Linked DNA regions of Mus musculus: region 1 is linked to region 2. The links are chromatin contacts, called in public promoter capture Hi-C maps. All regions are on one chromosome and are shown on one strand. The core of a region is the stretch at or near the end of the contact, and the rest is flanking DNA. Distances in the headings are between cores, read along the strand shown. Region 1 holds the start of Tjp1 (tight junction protein 1). Region 2 overlaps Tjp1 (tight junction protein 1).

Region 1 (3,694 bases), core at 774-3,273, 38 kb before region 2:
AACTTTAGGGAGGAGATAAGATTCCTCCAAAAGTGTTTTTCTTTAAAAATGATTTTTTAAAATTATTTTTGTTAGGATACAAATTAATAGGTTTCATGATGGCACCCGCACCTTCATTTCTGTAAATGATGGGACCCTTCCCTTGCTATTTGGAAAAGATATACAAATATAGTTTGGTTTAGATATTAAGAATATCTATTCACAAAAAAAAAAAAAAAAAAAAAAAAAGAATCCGGGCGTGGTGGTGCACGCCTTTAATCCCAGCACTCAGGAGGCAGAGGCAGGCGGATTTCTGAGTTCGAGGCCAGCCTGGTCTACAGAGTGAGTTGCAGGACAGCCAGGGCTACACAGAGAAACCCTGTTTCAGAAAAAAAAAAAATCTATTCAACTTACCTAGTGCAGCTTATAGTTCATGTTAGATAATTTAATTTGGTTACTCAAAATACCACTGGAAAAATTTTAAGAATGGTTACATTATTTGGAAATTTTTAATTGACACACTTTTTAAAGCAAAGTGTTCTGAAAGTGAAATGGTTTTCCTTGATTTCATTTTTTTTTTAAAGCCATGGCAAGATAAGACCAATCAGGTAAATTAGATGTAGACACGATGTAGTGATCTAATATTTAGCTTACATAATAGACTTGATAAACTGATTGACCAAAGAGAAAAGGGAAGGAGTAGGCGCATCAAACTGCTAGGCAGGTTTGCAGAGTGCATCTCTTATTAAATGGTAATGCCCTCCCTGGTATGAAAGTCCTTCAGGAACCGCTTTCTCAGCCACAGCACACCCAAGTCTTTTATAATGCTGTTTTCTCATAGGATAAATTTAATCACCCCCTTTGAGAGAACACAGGACACTTTGCCTGTGAAATAACTACACACACCACAACTAAAACAAAACAAAACAAAAAACAAAACTGACTTTAACTGTTTTCCTACATGCCGAGAAACAGGGTTTGGTTTGCACGATGCTCTTTTCTGGTTCAGCTGGCTTAGAGTTACAAAATACTTGACTTTGAAACCTTAATTGATGTTTACATTTCATGTATGGATATTTCCAAGTTAGAATTAGGTTTAAATTGGTCATATAGTTGAATTCTCAAAAGACAACAATAGTCTAAAAGCCGATGCTTCTGTCTCCCTCTTCCTTGTATGGCTACTGTAGCACTATGCTAGGTACTTTAGGATGTTATCTAATGTTACTAAATTTTTCTAATATTCCTTAAGAGCTTTGCAGTATACAGAATGTAAATTAATGAAGCTCGAAATAGTTTTCTACCTAATTTTTTTTTTTTTTTTTTTTTGGTTCAGCAAGACAGTTGGCCTAAGTTTGCACAGTGGCCTATTGAACTTGTTGAATTCCGCGTGTCCTTACATCCTTTTCTGGTTTAGAAAGGCAGGCAGCCTGCTCTGTCTCTTCAGGGGCCAAGAATTTCAGCAATCTTGATAGCCTAAAATATTCTATTGAGATCCCTGTCTAGCGAGGCGGGAGAAGGGGGCTGGGATTATCTCAGTGTCCAGATTTGTACCTGGTTTATTTAAGGCAGTCGGTTTGTCCTGAGCCTTCTAGAACGCTTCTGTTGTGCTTTAAACAAAAACATATCTCCAATGGGGTAACAGTGCCGAGACACATGGTGACAGTTGTGACCATTGTTACTTGCGAGGCTAAAGAAACCACAGTTGGGTATTGGCCAGGCCGACCTTAATTGTCACACTCCTGCGTGGGGCCCATCTGGGGTTGCTGGTTGAGGAGAAAGTAGACAAGTCTGTGTAGGGAGTCAAAAAGCTTTAGTACACAGGAGTTTGGGGTTCTCGGGGGTGGGGGTGAATCGAATTCTGCCGGATCTGTGATAAAAACAAACAGGATGGATCGCGCGGCAGCGGAAACCGCCTAGCAAGTAACTTGGGTAGCCGAGCTTTTCCTTCCGCGCGGGGGTCGGACCCGGCCTGGCCCCGCCCCTCGCGGAGGCCCCGCCCCCGCCGGCTGGGCATGCTCAGTGGCCCGGTCCGGCAGGTTTTGCGTGGCCGCCTGAGTTGCCCGCGACGGCTCTGCCCGCCGACGGCACGTCTCTCGGCGGCCGCGCGTTCCGGGGAAGTTACGTGCGGGAGCAGGCTTTGGAGGAGACGCCCGAGGGTGTAGGGGACAGCCGGAGGCCCGGGTACTGCGGAGCGGCGAGCCGGCGGAGGGCGGCGGAGGCCGAGCAGGCGGCCGGGTGTGCCCCGCGGAGAAGCCCGGGCGGGGCGGACGCTTCCCGGACTTTTGTCCCACTTGAATCCCCTCCCCGTGGGCCGGGCCTTTCCGGCCTCCCCCGCCCCTGCCCCGCTCGTCCCCGGGAGATGTTTATGCGGACGGTGGCGTGAGGAGCGGGCGGGCCGGCGGCGCGGAGTTTCGGGTCCGAGGAGCTTCGCGCGGCGCGGAGAGAGACAAGATGTCCGCCAGGGCCGCGGCCGCTAAGGTGAGAACCTCTCGGCCAGCCGGGCGGCGGGCTGGGCGGCGGGGGGCGGCGGGGGAGCCTCGCCCCGCCCTCCCCGCGGCGGCAGCCGGGGGCGACCGCGGCGGGGCGGTGAGGGAAGGCGGGAGGGCGGGCTGGGGGTGCGCCTGCCGCCCGGGCAGGTGCACGGCTGCCGGTGCCTGGCTCCGGCTCGCGCTGGGAGGCGACGTGCAACAGGTCCCGCGCCTGGAAAGTCGCCCCGGGTGAGGATTCTCAGGTCCCGGGAGCGTGTCTGCGGAGACCCGGGGGTGTCAGCTGCAGCAGGAGGGTGGGTGGGTAGCCGCGGGGCTGGCTCTGGAGGAGTGGTTGGTACCCGACGAAACCCTATAGTTTCGATCTGATGTCACCCGCTGCGGTATGCGCAATGGCAGCGATAAAGCTTGGAGACAGCAAAACACTCAGCTCTAGAGTAGCTATGGTTTATTTTGAGGTTTATTATTTATGTGAGGCCACAGAAGGAGGAAAGTTTTTAAGCACTTTAATTTCAACTTTCAGAAGTAGCACAAAGTGTCCCTACACATGGACAGTAAGATGGGTGCAAACCAAAAGAGCCCGGTGAATTCTGCACAAAACAACTTGCCTATTTTCCTGTGTGCTTTGAAGTGTGCTTCTTGACAGTGTGTTATATTATTATTACATTAGGCTAAAATTCTTAAAGATGAAGTAGAATCCTTCTTTTGTACGTTTTAATTAAAAAAAAATCCTAAAGTGCTTGCTTTTTCAATGACAGACATACAGTGTGAGAAAAATCAATCCGTTATTCAAACAGCTTAAACAGGTGGTGATTTTATGTAGTTTTCTATTTGAAATACTTAATCATAACCTTTGAGAATAGATGGAAATTTCTGAATTCTTGACAGGACCTTGTTTCTTTGGCAGATACAAGGTTTAGTATAGATTGTTTTAAGGAATAGAGTATTGCTCCTGTAGGAGTAATTTAGTTTGTATCTTTTTTTTTGAGCAAACATTGATAAGAGATCTAAAAGAAAGACTGGGTCCAAAAACTAGAATCAGTGCAACATTTGTTACTTTTAAAATATAAGTGATGATATTTGCATTTGCTGGGACTTCCTTTCCTGGGATGAAAGGCTTTGTTGCCATATTACACAGAATGTCAGTTTGTTTCAGAGTGTGAGCTCTGGTACTTGTTAGTCAAGACAACACACTTGGAAAGTGTTATTCCAAGAGAAGTGTTTCCAAT
Region 2 (3,828 bases), core at 713-3,212:
AAATGTGAAGTTTAGGGTCATCCTAAATTATATAATGAGTGTCTTAGTGTTACTGTTGCTGTGATGAAACACCATGGTCAGAGCAGCTTGGGGAGGGAAGGGTTTATTTGGTTTATACTTCCACACCACAGTTCATCCTCAGAGGAAGTCAAAATAAACTCACGCACAGTACGAACGTGGAGGCAGGAGCTCATGGAGAGGCCCTTGGAGGAATGCTGCTTACTGGCTTGCTTCTCATGGCTTGCTCAGCCTATTTTCTTATAGAACCCTGGACCACTAGCCCAGGGATCAGACCACTCACAGTGGGGTTGGGTCCTCCCTCATTCTCACTAATTAAGAAAATGCCCTACAGACTTGTTTATAGTCTGAGCTTATGGAAGCATTTTCTCAGGCGAGGTTGCCGCCTCTCAGATGACTCTTAACTTGTGTCAAGTTGACACAGACCAGTCACAGTGAGTTTGAGGTCAGCTTGGGACACATAAGACACCCCCCCCAAAAAAAACCAAAAAAAAAAAACAAAAACAAAAAACAAAACCCTGTTAAAGCTGTGCATTTATAAAGGTATTTGTCTTTACTCGAATAGTAACAGAATATTTGGTTGCTGTCATTACATCTTGCTTAGCTTTTAGGTATATGAACGCCATCCATCCTTGGTACACTTCAAGCTATGGGTCTGTTATGTGGATTTCAGTCTTTATTTTGCTTGAAATGGTCTTTAAAGGATTATTATGGTGTATCAAATGCAAAATTGATTTATTGTTTTTAATTGATTGTTTTTTACCTGCTGTAAGCTATCTATTCTAAAAAGCCCATATTACCTTGAATGTCATTCTGCTACAGCATTCTCATGGAGCCAGAACTAACATCTCTGGTGGAAGCATGGAGGAGGCAGTCATAACTTAGTACATTCTTTAACCTAGAAACTGAAAAAAAAAAAAAAAAAAAAAAAAAAAAGGAATAGTAGTAATCAGAGTTTCAAGAATGTAGCTACTTTGAGTGCAAATAAATTCTGAATCATAGGAAGTTCTCTTTGCTTTCTTGTTTGGTTTGTTACTTTTGTTAGCATGCATTCCCAAGCACTGGGCTTTACTCCAGTACCTCTTCCACCTTCCGCCTCCCTGCTTGTCCTCTTTCCTTTCCTCATACTACAATCCACATGACTGAAACCATGAGGTACTTGTCTGTGAGTCTGTTTTATGTCATTTAACATGATCTCAGCTGTCCATTGTCCTATAGATGTCATAATGTGACTCTTTCTGAGTGAATTAAACTTTATAGTGTGTGTGTGTGTGTGTGTCTGTCTGTGTGTGTGTGTGTGTGTGAGAGAGAGAGAGAGAGAGAACACACAACAGAGACAGTCTTTGACTTTATCCTCTCATCTGTTCTGTTGATAGGCAGGCACCTGGACTGATTCTTTAACTTGGCTGTTGTGAATAATGTGATGCAACCGTCTAGTTTATTTGGCTTTATATCTGAAAGGGGTTCAGCTAGGTCATATAGAAAAATCTGTTTTAAACTTCTTGAGGTCTTGAGGAATTTGTGCTGATTTCCATAGTGATTGATAGGGTTGGTTTGTTTGTATAGAATTGGTGTGTTGGCTTTTTTTTTTTTTTTTTTACTTTTTTTGGGTAACTATTTATTGCACATTCCTTTGAGTGTGAACTTTGTAAATTTGTAGATGACATCATGTTGCAGTGTCAAAGGTTGAATACCCTGGATTTCTCTGTCCCCTGAATCGTGGCCACTTGTTTCTCTTCTCTTCTCTTCTCTTCTCTTCTCTTCTCTTCTCTTCTCTTCTCTTCTCTTCTCTTCTCTTCTCTTCTCTTCTCTTCTCTTCTCTTCTCTTCTCTTCTCTTTTTTCCCTCTCTTTGTTGTTGTTAGTATGGGGTAAGGTCTCACTATGTAGGACATGCTGGCCTGGCTTCTGTCTCCTCAGTGCTGGGATTAAAGGTGTACCCTACTACTCTGCCCTGCTCTTGTTATCTTCTTGATGGTAGGTAGCCATTAATGGTAAAATGGAATCTCATTATAACTGTTAATTTGATAGGAAGTTCCATTTGTTATTTTAGTTTTTTCCTAACAAGTTGGCATCCTTAACTTCATTTTGAAAACTCAACTAATTATTATTAATATTAATTATCTTCAAATAACACCATGATGTCCTCCTCTCTTTCAGGAGCTTTAAGGATTTTTATATGGAATACCAGTCCTGTGACTTTTTAAAAATTCAACATTCCATTCTATCTGCAGTGACACCCACAGTCATATATAAACAGGGACATTAATGAAAACGTCTAAAGTAAAAGCTCTTATGATCGCTCAGATGTACACTTTGTATTACACATTTATTTCATGAACTAGACACCTCATCAGAGACCCAGGACATTGACTTAAAGTTATAAAAATGATCATATTTAAATAGAGCATATCCTTTTTAATTGAAAGTAGTTGCTTCTAAAGTAGTTGAAAGTGCTGCTTTAAAAAAAAATGAGTTTGTAACTGTTTTAAATATTCTTGTTACTACTGTTTGTTCCTCCTGAAAGAAATGCCTATACCAAACCCTGAGTTCAGGGGCATCTTTTGCTGACACAGCTCATGACCCAGCCATGTGTGGTGGGGATATTGTGTGTATGAGCAAAGCACTGCCAACTTAAAACTCAGATCTTGTGCTAAGATGCTATATTTGGGGTCCAGGCCTTAGAACTGTTATAGCCCACACATAGCATTAGAATTCTCTGAGACTCGTGAATTTAAATGACCAGGATGTTCTGTTTGTAGTAGCAATTTCAAGCACTGAGATGGCTCAATCTGTAAAACCCTTGCTGTGTAAGTGGGGATCTGAGTTCAAATCCCAAGAGCGCATGTAAGGTTGTGTCCTAGTTCTCCTAGGTGAGAGAGGTAGAGACTAGCAAGTTCCCAGAAGCTTGCTGGCCATCCAGCCTGCCTACACATGGCAAAACAACAAAAGACCCATCTCAAACTGGAGGACCGACCCCAGTCCTTCCCAACAGTTCATTATTTGGGGATAAAGTATTCAAATATGTGAGTTTATGGGAGCGTTCTGATTCAGACCACCACAGAACATAAATAAGAATTTTATTAATGTGTTATTTGTACAACGTGGGGTTCTATAGCGACATTTTTGTTGAAACATATGTTTGTCCATATTCGTACATCCATTATCCTTTTCTGTCACAGTTCTTCTTGTCCCTTTCCTCTTCCCAAATGGTCTCCCTTCTACTTAGATGTATATATTATCACTCTAGGTTCTACATGTAAAAGATAGCATAAGATGTTTTTCTTTATGAGATCGATTTAACGTGTGATCTTCAATTTATTCAGCTTTCTGCAGATGAATCATTTCATCTGATGAAATGGTCAGGGTAGTCTGGTGGAAGGCGTAGTGATAAGCTTTTCTGCTCACTCAGAACCAAAATAGACAAAATAGGAAATTTGAAAATAGTCAGTTCCAGGACTGGGGGAGATGGAGTGGTTAAGAGCACTGGCTGCTCTCCCAGAGGACCTGGGTTTAATGTCCAGCACCCACATGGCAGGGAACCCACATTCCAGTTCCAGGGAATCTGACACTCTTACATAGACATATATTAGGCAAAACAGCAATGCACATAAAATAAACGTTTTTGTAATAAACAAAAAAAAAAAGGTCAGTTTCTGTATGTATGTAAAAGGTAACTATGAAACCCTTATTTACAGATGAGGAAATATAGAATGGTCCTGTTGATCACTGTGATACAGTTCTCCTTCTAAAACCCTCCAGTCAGCTCCTCCTATGTGCTCTAGATGTTATCAGAGCACAGGATAATTGTA

The links. Promoter capture Hi-C pulls out the DNA fragments that hold promoters and counts their contacts.
Region 1: a contact with region 2 is called in a promoter capture Hi-C map of liver, with 8 times the contacts expected there. The contact joins the promoter of Tjp1 here to the enhancer-like site in region 2. A contact is called at or near these places in 5 of 39 promoter capture datasets (embryonic stem cells, liver and maxillary cranial neural crest), 1 of 15 datasets of contacts at CTCF or cohesin (the NIH/3T3 cell line), 17 of 484 Hi-C or Micro-C datasets (the G1E-ER4 cell line, the P5424 cell line, brown adipocytes and 8 more), 7 of 115 datasets of contacts at active chromatin or transcription factors (embryonic fibroblasts, embryonic stem cells, hepatocytes and 3 more) and 3 of 9 other capture datasets (adipose tissue, liver and pancreatic islet).

The regions. Positions count from the first base shown.
Region 1 is chr7:65,369,573-65,373,266 of GRCm38.p6, reverse strand. It overlaps Tjp1 (tight junction protein 1), which reads left to right and starts at 2,023. Exons shown (of 27, transcript NM_001163574.1): 1 at 2,023-2,457. The coding sequence starts at 2,431.
Region 2 is chr7:65,331,140-65,334,967 of GRCm38.p6, reverse strand. All of the region lies in intron 8 of Tjp1 (tight junction protein 1), which reads left to right. Among named protein-coding and RNA genes, the nearest start is that of Tjp1, 38 kb to the left of the region's middle. Within about 2 kb of position 1,962, at least 6 of the 459 cell types and tissues checked have an H3K27ac peak or open chromatin away from gene starts, as enhancers often do. A contact at or near this core is called in hepatocytes, liver and pancreatic cancer cells, where this site is marked.